Regions from separate parts of the Zea mays genome. Here all the other regions are linked to region 2. A link is a contact called in public Hi-C data. All regions are on one chromosome and are shown on one strand. The core of a region is the stretch at or near the end of the contact, and the rest is flanking DNA. Distances in the headings are between cores, read along the strand shown. Region 1 holds the start of LOC100283980 (lipid binding protein). Region 2 holds the start of LOC103638329 (sodium/hydrogen exchanger 4). Region 3 holds the start of LOC103638326 (mannan endo-1,4-beta-mannosidase 6).

Region 1 (3,809 bases), core at 757-3,256, 490 kb after region 2:
GACTAGGCCAGAAAAGTCCCTCTAGACGCCTTAGTACCAAATCAGATAGTATTAATCAGCGAAGATCTCACCCAAGATAGAGAGGCCAAGCTTTTATCCTACCTGTCTCGCAACAAGGAGTCTTCACTTGGTCGGCCCTAGACCTCGTCGGCGTCAGCCGCTCAATCATCAAGCATGATCTAAGCATAGACCCTTCGGTCCAGCCCAAAAAGCAAAAACCCCGCAAAATGTTAGACGAGAAAACCGAAGCAGCCAAGGCCCAAAAAGAGAAGGAGCGAAGGCAAAGCGCTTACAAGTATCAAAATTTGGGATGATTCTTCAAACAAAGATGATCCTCTAAGGACTCGCAGTTACCGCTCTTCATCACACTCCTCACAACCATCACACAAATGTCTTACGACAAGAGGTAATTCTAGTATCCCATCCTCTAGTGATGATAATAATGATGAGTGTGAGGGAGAGAGAAAGCCCTCCTTAGATGAACTTGCATATGTCGTCAAGTTTTTTGAGGATGTGTGTACTCAACAAAAGGCTCAACTTAAAATCTTTAAAAAATAAGTTGATTAACTCTCAAAATGATTATAAATGTTTGATAGAAAATTTAAAACATTTGCAAATTTGAATTGCGAGCTAACAACTAAAATTGAGCAATTAGGGTCTAAAGCTCCATCCTCAACTATCGATGATAGTCTTGTTAAAAAGAATGAAAAACTTAAAGCTAAATTAGCTAGCTCTCAGGATACAATTGAAAACTTGATAGAGAAAATGAAAATTCTTAGCATTCACAATAATGAGCTAATTAATAAGCTAGAAAACATCGGTAGCACCCAAGGGCATGTTTAGTTGAAATTAGTAAAATTATTAAAAAAAGATGCTTCTACTTCTTGCCTTAACTTAATTGATGATTCTAATCCCTACAATCAAGTTCTTGTTAAGAATGTTATTATAGAAATATATTCGGATGAGATTGCGATGTTGAATGAGCAACTAAGATAAGAGGTGACTCGTCTAGGAAAGACTTTGTATGATAAGAAAAACAAAGCCAACTATATTAAAGTTTGAAATAAGAGATGAATAAAAGATGAAATAAGAGAGCTGCTGGAAATAGCACTAAAAATACACTTCTTTGATAATTTTATTAAATTTATTATGAAATATATTTAAGTAGTGTATAATTATCGGATATAGATAGCCTTAAAAAGCACTTCTTTGATAATTTTATTAAATTTATTATGAAATATATTTGAGGAGTGTATAATTACATGATATCTAGTAGATCGTAGATGCTAGTATATTTTTATGTGTTTCGTCGTGCGTCGTCTGCTCTAGTGAGCATAGCGAGTGGATAAACTTTCTCTCTTCCGCGAGGATTCGAACCCTACTTCCTTGGTATAAAGTGTTTGACTTCTACCACTGTAACTTATGTCTATTTGTGCTATATAAAAATCTACCTATATGATATATAGAAACATAGAAATGTCTGGACAACTAGTTCAACTAACTAGTTAGAACTATAATAAAGAAGTTCAAATAAATTAGGAGAAAAAACGACCTACATCCACAAGTTTAATACACAACGAAAAAGGAGCTAAAACCTGCTACCCATTACCTAAAATCGATTTTGCCTGAACTCAGATCCGATTTATCCGACCTGATTTACCGGATCACTAATTTAGATAGCATGTCTAAAAATCAGATTGGGTAATTCGAAATACTTGTATTGTTGTAATGTAATTGTAAATTTATGATGTATCAATATATAAAAAATGAACTTTAGTTAATAGGTATGAGACTTGCACGTAGTGTGGTGTGTTTGTGCGGAACTAAATGAGTTCGATTTTTCGGGTATCCAAATTTTAAGTAAAAATTATAAACAAGTATATTTCAGATCTTAATTCTCATTAGGTAAATTTCAATTATGTAAAAGAAAATATCGGGTAAACCTACCGCGCAGCGTCTACTCAATCACTACTTCACCTTCCTTCTACGCTCCCACAGTCCAGGCGTCCACCCCAAAACAATCATGACTCGTCTCTGTCCCCTTCACCTCCTCCTCATCGCTGCCGCGGCGGCGTCTGCCAGCGGTGCCGACGAGGCGCACGTCTCCATCGCGGTCGCGGAGAAGGGCCTGGCCTTCGCCAAGGACGTGCTTATCAGCGAGGCCGTGCGGTCGCTGACCCCTCTTCGCCTCCCCGGGGTGGAGAAGGCCGTCCGCGTGCCCTTCCTTGGCGGCATCCGCGTTGCCGCCTCCAACATCACGCTATTCCACCTAGACGTCGGGGACAACTCCACTATCTTCCCCGGAGACTCGGGCCTTCTCGTCGTCGCCTCCGGCATCACCGCCAACATCAGTATGCATTGGAGCTACTGCTACGATTCGTGGTTGTTTCCCATAGAGATCACCGACAGCGGAACGGCCTCAATCCTGGTAATTGGGAGGGGGAGGGGTGTCCATAGCTGTTGCTGATTGTGCTTAGATTTTTATGTGAATTGTACAAACGTTGTATTGTATAGTTGGCTGTGATGGTATGCATGCCTACTATCACCACCGCTCTACCCCATATGTCTCATTAATTACCTAAACTGCCACCGAATACTAATCAGTTTCACACCTGTCCTATTCTTCGCTTGGAATTGAGGTTACCTTATATAGTTATATTTATATATATTTAAATGTTTGACTTGTTATGCTGTTGCAAGCGAAGGGACAATTTTGCTTCTTGTAGAAAACTGAGCATATAGAGTTAACAAGGACGGATATACTCTCTTGATGAAGTTTCTTCATATCAAATTCTAACGATGGTCTTGTGAACCTCTCTTAATAACATCTTGACTAAATTTTGGGCTTTAGTAGGACAGTTATCTCCTTAGATCCTTTATTAGTTCAATCACAACTAATGGTGGCACAGAACGTTTCGTCAGTTGATATTGGTTTACGTTGGATAGGAATGACATCATGAGTTTACATGCTTCTATCAAATTAGCGTGGCTGCCTTTCTTCCAGGGATCTTCATTAGTTTTCATATTTAGTTAAGTTGTAGTTCCCCTTATTTCTATCAAGAATAGTCTTCCGATAAGGCAGTAACACAAATGCTACATGGCATCTCCTGTTTGAAGTCAGAATGGTGCATCATGCTGCAAATCTTCTGGTATCAGATTTTTTTTTCAAGATACCAATCATCAATCAGTTCTAGATAGGCTTGTATGTTTCAACTTTAACAAAAAAAATGATGGACTATGTAAATAAATATTTGAATGATCATGAACTCACGGTATAAAACAATTGTGGGTATCATTGTTTCTAGGTCGTTATTTGGCTGGTTACTTTCGAATACTATTAGTTTGGGAACCTATCATGACACGGTACCGGCTGGACATCGGTAACTTGTCAGTTCTGGTATTTATGGCTATTCCAATCTTTATTTACCCCTTAATTGCACTTCTTTAATAATTTGACCCCCATCGGGAAAAATCTAATTCTTTTGTATTTCAGCAACAACTCTTGATGGATAGTTTTTTTTTCTTTATTGAGGATTTATCTAGCCACTACTTATGCTACACAGTATGCTTAGTGCTCTAGCTTTAAAGTTTTGACATCTTTTATTCTGCTTACTGAGAGGAAGAAACTATCCCTCTTTATTTGTAAGGTTCAAGGAATGGAAGTTGGGATAACCATGGTTATAAAGAACAAGAATGGGAGTTTGGCTCTGTCTGTTTCACAGTGTGGTTGTTATGTGAAGGACCTAGTGATATCCCTGGATGGTGGAGCATCTTGGTTTTATCAAGGGTATGCTTTCCTTTTGCAACTT
Region 2 (3,259 bases), core at 94-2,593:
AACCCCACCCTTGAGCCGACTGATATCGAGATCCTTGATGGCATTGAAAAGAACGACCGCCGTTGCATCGTTGACAACTCCTTCTCCAAACACCAGGCTGTACAGCCTTGGTGTCTCATCTTGGTTTATGACCTGCGTTTCAGCTCCGTGTGTTAAGCAGATGGAAGTGGGACAAAGTGTTAAGGATTCAGAATGCAGCAGACCTGCAACGTGCACACGGTGTCTGTTGAAGAAAATATGGCTCCCAGTGCTGCAGATGGACATGAGATCAGTACAAATTTCATGACAGGACAGAGAGCAGTCTATGAGTGACACAAATAAAGGAAGACAAACCTAAATAATCTACCGCACCAAGTTCTCCAAACCCGACTTTCGGGAAGAGCCAATAGCAGCCTGATATTAACCAGACGAAGTACATGTCATTGTCAGTCACCAATGGTGAGGAAGTTGTGCATTGCGAATGAGCCTAGGTTTTACTAGTTGCAATATTGAACTGTATACAGAATAATAGATGAATATATACCATCGATATGAACAAAGAGCTAACGAATCAGTAAAAACCTACCTGCCGAAACTATTGCACCTGAGATGAAAACGCCGAACACGCCGAAGGACATGATGGTCATGAAGTTGTGGAAGAACTGCTTTTTCTTGACCTGAAACCTGTAGGCAAACAACAGTCATATCCAGAACACTCGAGTAGGCATCTGATCGAAGCTCTCAGTCACGCCATTACAAATACTACCTTGCAAGTGGACCAAGCATGCATACCCGGCGTTGAAGATTATCGGTGGAAGCACGTAGATGAAGAAGAGCTGCTCATCGAACCGCAGGATGTGTGAGTGCTTCCCCTTGGTCAGCAGAAATACGATCACTCCTATGATGCACCCCTGGCAAAAGAAAATCGTAGAAAATAGTTGTTGTTGACAATGAAATACTACTTATTATCAGTGAAAATTTGGCGGGGATTGGATTCGTACGATGACGAGGGCGGTGATGGACTCATTGACCCACTTGTTCTCCTCGAGGAGGTGGCCCGCGACGAGGCACAGGCACAGCACCGTCGTGAACATGCAGATGGACACCACCGTGGTGCTGCTCCCACCGGTTCCATCCGCCGCCGCTGCCACCACCAGCGTCTCCCACCACGCCGCCGCCGCCATGGATTCTCTGTCGCATGTCTCTCGCACCCGTGTCCTCTGTTTTTGCTGCCGCCGTGTGAGGGACGATTTTGGCGCGTAGCCAGGGGCCAGGGGGGTGCCTTGGAAACAGCAGTGCACGTCACGGCGGCACGCGTGATGGACCTTGGCACCGTGCCTGCGTGGTACATGATCCCAGGAGCCACGTCTGTGGGAGGACTCCTCGGGGCTGCTCCAGGGGACCGCTCAAGATGAGCTCTGAATCTTTTAAAGACTGACACTGACAATCACTCTTTTTTCTAAGTTGTTTTATGTTTTCCTTAATTAACGAAACGGCGATATATCATTTTAGAGTAAAGTCTGTTTCATCCTGAAACTGTCTCTATTTTTAACACTACAGCAGAAAAGAGTTTTGTAATATCTGTTGACCTATAATGCCATTCAAATAGTACTGAAGACTAAGATCTTATTCTCTAGTCTGACCTGATACTAAAAATATATTAATTAAGATTTCTATAAAGAACTAAAATAAAGCAACACAATTAAAATAATATGATCCCTTCCTTCTTTCTTGATTCTTTTATGAGAAAGAGGTAAAACGTAGAGAGAAGGTTGAAAACAATTATGAAACGAAATATAAGCTTCATTTATTCCTATTCTTTTCTTCGATTACACATTATTATAAAACTAGTACTTTGCTCGCGCTTCGCGCGAGTTCTATAAACGTTATATTTGAACAGTTGAATTATATATATCTTAAATTAGATAGCAACTCAAATTACAACATCAGAAACTTACATAATGTTATCCTGAACATTATCTTGACAGGAATTACATAATTTCTTGGATTGGAACAAAGGTGGGACTTTAAATAGCATATAAATCAAAGTGCACATTACCTCAATAGGAGTCAAAGCATTTCATGGACAGTAAATGATAGTCGCCTAGAGGGGGGTGAATAGGGCGAAACTGAAATTTACAAATATACACACAACTACAAGCCGGGTTAGCGTTAGTAATGAAGAAACGAGTTCGCGAGAGAGGGCGCAAAACAAATCCCAAGCGAATAAGCAAGTGAGACACGGAGATTTGTTTTACCGAGGTTCGGTTCTTGCAAACCTACTCCCCGTTGAGGAGGCCACAAAGGCCGGGTCTCTTTCAACCCTTCCCTCTCTCAAACGATCCACGGATCGAGTGAGCTTTCTCTTCTTAATCACACGGGAACAAAACTTCCCCGCAAGGGCCACCACACAATTGGTGCCTCTTGCCTTGGTTACAAATGAGTGTTGATCACAAGAACAAGTGAGAAAGAAAGAAAGCGATCCAAGCGCAAGAGCTCAAAAGAACACAAGCAAATCACTCTCTCTAGTCACTATGGCGTTGTGTGGAATTTGGAGAGGATTTGATCTATTTGGTGTGTCTAGAATTGAATGCTAGAGCTCTTGTAGTAGTTGGGGAGTGGAAAACTTGGATGCAATGAATGGTGGGGTGGTTGGGGTATTTATAGCCCCAACCACCAACTTGACCGTTGGTGGAGGCTGTCTGCGCGATGGCGCACCGGACAGTCCGGTGCACACCGGACAGTCCGGTGCCCCTGCCACGTCATCACTGCCGTTGGATTCTGACCGTTGGAGCTTCTGACTTGTGGGCCCGCCTGGGTGTCCGGTGCACACCGGACATGCACTGTTCCTTGTCCGGTGTGCCGGAGTGGGCGCGCCTGACATCTGCGCGCGCAGAGCGCGCAATTAATGCGCCGCAGGTAGCCGTTGGCGCGGAGACGACCGTTGCTCCGGAGTCGCACCGGACAGTCCGGTGCACACCGGACAGTCCGGTGAATTATAGCGGACTAGCCGTTGGAGTTTCCCGAAGCTGGCGAGTTCCTGAGGCCGACCTCCCTTGGCGCACCGGACACTGTCCGGTGTACACCGGACAGTCCGGTGAATTATAGCGGAGTCGCCTCTAGAAATTCCCGAAGGTGGCGAGTTTGAGCTGGAGTCCTCTGGTGCACCGGACACTGTCCGGTGTACACCGGACAGTCCGGTGCTCTCAGACCAGAGGGCCTTCGGTTCCCACTTTGCTCCTTTGTTGAATCCAAAACTTGGTCTTTTTATTGGCTGAGT
Region 3 (3,604 bases), core at 956-3,455, 410 kb after region 2:
GGTGGATAGCATATTTGTTGAGACTGTCAAAGGACTGGAAAGTTGAAGCTTGCAAAAAATAATAAGAACATTACAGATTGGATAGTGTGCATTCAGGAGCAATTCAAACTACTTGGACCTGCTAAAAGGATTAGGAGCTTTTCTTCAAAGTTGTTGAGGTTCTTTTCATCACACGAAATTATGCCAATAAGATTCGTACAATCACCAAAAACATTGTAGTCCAATGGATGTAACAGTTATCTGGTTTGTTGGTAAATGATTTAATGTGTAAGATGCAGGGGCGGGCCCCATTGAATTCAAGGGTATTCAAATGAATACCCATTATTTTTGGCAAAAGAACTTCAATATATATATACATGTATATAGTGTATATGCATGGAAAATAAAAAATGAATCAAAAAAATAAAGGAATTATGTTAATTTGGACTAAAAGATCCTTCCTACCTCTCATACCTAACTAATCCAATCGTTTTTCGTGGACCATGAAGCCCAACGGAGCGACAAAGTCCACGTCATTACCTCACCACAAAAAAATCCCCAAACCCTATAGTAGTTGCACCATGGTAGAGCCACCATATGCGCCAGCAACCAAGTCGTGGTCACATCTTGCAGCCCCACATGCCAAGGAGACACCAGCACCTCCGTTGAGACATCGTGGCTCTACGGCGCAGCTAGGTGCCCAGACTTGGCCGACTAACTGCCATTGTGTTGTATCTGGTCTCGTTGTTGTGTCGTATGTCGTCCGTCGTCCAAGGCTTCAATCCATCGTAGTCAGAACGTCACCGCATGACAAGACAGACAACCAAGGACAAGGTCCCATCGTGCCAATGTCCAAGCCTACCCAGCTAGTGGACACCCGACCTGACCTCCCCTGCTTTGCTGCTTGCAGTACTGGGCTGCAGATGGGGCATTAGCGATTGGAAAATACCAAAGTGGACAAGTAGCCAGCTATCAACTAATCAACAACCAACTGGTGCATTTCGATTTAAAACTTTTGAAATAGTTGTATGAAATTTGAGTTTAGTAGACTAGTTATTGAATCAGTGATGACCATAGCGTGTGTGCTTAATTATAGGTTATACATATATATAATTAACTATATACATCGATAGACATGTTTTAATCTTTCAAAAAATCATCCTATAAAAAATTTCGAATACCCATCCTCTAAATCCTGGGCCCGCCACTGGTAAGATGGGTTACCAAATAAGTCTATTCCAATCAGCTCATGTGTGCCATGGTCGTGGTAACTGGTAACAAAGCATTCTTGTAAGTCACAATGTTCACATGGTGCATAGCCCATCGAATCCACGTGCTTACACATGCACCTGTTTGGCTGTTTGTTAGCTACATTTCGATGTAACTTATGTTATGCTTTTGGCTCAAGAGAATCACAACAGGACATTCGTTAGTTAAATTCAGAAGGTGGAACCGGTTCTACTCTAGATGACAGTCAAAACAAATTGCGCCGTTCCAATAGCTTTTGTAGGTGGGAAGAGAAGGGAATGAAGAAGGAGCAATCCGCACCTGGAAAACAGGCTCGCTAAACCGGCCTGGGGAGATCTGCAGCGCGCCGGGGCCACCGTCGCTGAATGCCCATGTGCGGCATATCGTCAGCCCCATGCGGCGGCCGCGGCGCAGCATCTCGACGGACAACGAGGGAGACCGGGCCGAGAGGAGCCAGTACGAGTTCCAGCCGTTGATGTAGATCGGCGCGCCAGTGAGGGTGTCGACGAAGTGGGTGCCGGCGCGGCCCACGAAGGACATCCGCGGCTGCAGCCACGGCATGGGGAGCTTGAACCCACCAGGGCCGCCGGCGGAGGGGCCGTGGCCTGGATGCCAGTTCAGGTAGGCCAGGGCCAGGAGGAGGAGGACGCCTAGGAGGCTGTACATGCGCGTCCCCCTCCACATTGGTCGTCCGCCGCAGCCGCCCACGCGGCGCAGTTGGGTGTCGAGATTTTCGCGGTGTTTTGGCCGCGTTTTCGCGTGGTTCCGGGGCCCTTGCGTTGCGGCTGCCTCAGGCGCTGGAGCCTGGAGGAAGCGAAACGAGTCCACTAGCTGAGCTGCTCAGATCTTCGGAGGCGCGAGCGCGATCACACGGACGCCGGCGTGCAGGCCTGCAGGGACAGTTGTCCTGGGCCCTGGCAGCTGACGAACGATCCGGACTAATCCGTGAGCGGCAGGAGCTCCAATCGTTTGTTTCTTAGCCATCTCTAGCAGTCGGACACTCATAAAAGGTGAAGATTAAAATAAAAGTGAGATAGAAGTGAAAACGTGAAATGGAGAGTCTGCAGAAAATAGTCTCTAACAATGAACACTGAAAATAAGATAAAGTTATATAAGCACTGAAAAAAATATTTTTTCTCTAATACACTCTCAAAATAAGATAAAGTTATATAAGCACCTAATTGAAATATTTCTCCCTAAATGCCACTACCCAATAATTCCTACACTTGCTATCCATTGCCTCCACCAACTATGCTAAGAGCAATTTCAATAGTTATGTATAATTGTACTATCTAAATCTTAGATTTTATCAAGTCCTCAAATAATATAGAAAACACACAAACTTATCTTCTCTAACAGTTCTCTATATATTACTTTTTAAATATGTCAACAGTTTAAGTGGGTCCACCTAATTTTTCTTATTTTTTTATCTTTCTTTTGCAACTCGATCTCAAAATTGTGGAAGTGACGATGGATTCAACCCGATGAGCCGTGTTGGCTTTTGATTGGTTGCTGCAATTGTTTATTCGTTTATTTTTTTATGTGCATGTGCTGCTATTGTATTATTAAATATTTAATCTCTAACCGAGTAGCTGCCACAATTGTTCATCACTGGCGATCTGTGCATAGCTATGTTAATCTATCTTTACTGTAGAGTGGAGAAAAGGCACCGAAATAAAAAAAATCTCAATTATTTGTTTATAGAGTTGGTAAATGGTTGCCACACATAGAGAAAAAATGGGGTTTTATGAGAAGTAGCTAAATTTAAAAAAAATCATTTAGAGAGTTGTTCGAGAGAAATTTCTAGGTTAACTATCTAAATTATTGATTCAGAGAGTCTTTTAGAGAACTATTGAAGTTACTCTAAGTGACCACTAAATAGTTGTAAATAAAAAGAGATTGGTGATAATACTATAAATATAATTATGAAGTAGAAGAAGAGTTTTAAGGTACGTTTGGTTCAGCCGTGAGGTGTTAAAAAAGCTATACTGGGTTGTTTGCTGTGAAATAGTTGTCGTGAGAAAAAAAGCTAAAAGTGGTTTAGTTCAAATTATTGTGAGTTGTCCACTATAATCAAAATATATATTATTTTATAGACTTTATTCAACTATATCTCTTAATTAATATATCTAATTAAAAGTCGATTTCACATTTGCATTCATGCTATTTTTACAAATAAATCAAATTTACAATTTAATTTTTAATATTTTAAATAAAATATGTTTATTTCATTTATTATAACACTTAATTAATTTTAATATTTTAAATTTCTATCTGCATTATCTATTTACTAATATAACAAAATTAGATAAGCAACAAAAACAGGTTTCAAGCTGGTTTCAATTTTGGACTATAAAAAGCTGCTTTTTCAACCCTT

Evidence for each region. Hi-C and Micro-C count contacts between places; a contact is called where the count stands out from the background.
Region 1: a Hi-C map of ear shows a contact between it and region 2, with 2.5 times the contacts expected there. The contact joins the promoter of LOC100283980 here to the promoter of LOC103638329 in region 2. A contact is called at or near these places in 3 of 25 Hi-C or Micro-C datasets (bundle sheath, ear and tassel).
Region 3: a Hi-C map of leaf shows a contact between it and region 2, with 5 times the contacts expected there. The contact joins the promoter of LOC103638326 here to the promoter of LOC103638329 in region 2. A contact is called at or near these places in 2 of 25 Hi-C or Micro-C datasets (leaf and tassel).

What each region holds. Positions count from the first base shown.
Region 1 is chr9:46,834,723-46,838,531 of Zm-B73-REFERENCE-NAM-5.0, reverse strand. It overlaps LOC100283980 (lipid binding protein), which reads left to right and starts at 2,006. Exons shown (of 6, transcript NM_001156878.1): 1 at 2,006-2,428; 2 at 3,648-3,787. The coding sequence starts at 2,024.
Region 2 is chr9:47,329,258-47,332,516 of Zm-B73-REFERENCE-NAM-5.0, reverse strand. LOC103638329 (sodium/hydrogen exchanger 4) reads right to left here and starts at 1,343. Exons shown (of 14, transcript XM_008661274.3): 1 at 981-1,343; 2 at 772-890; 3 at 566-663; 4 at 334-393; 5 at 204-250; 6 at 1-132. The coding sequence starts at 1,163.
Region 3 is chr9:46,922,948-46,926,551 of Zm-B73-REFERENCE-NAM-5.0, reverse strand. LOC103638326 (mannan endo-1,4-beta-mannosidase 6) reads right to left here and starts at 2,205. Exons shown (of 5, transcript XM_008661272.2): 1 at 1,528-2,205. The coding sequence starts at 1,911.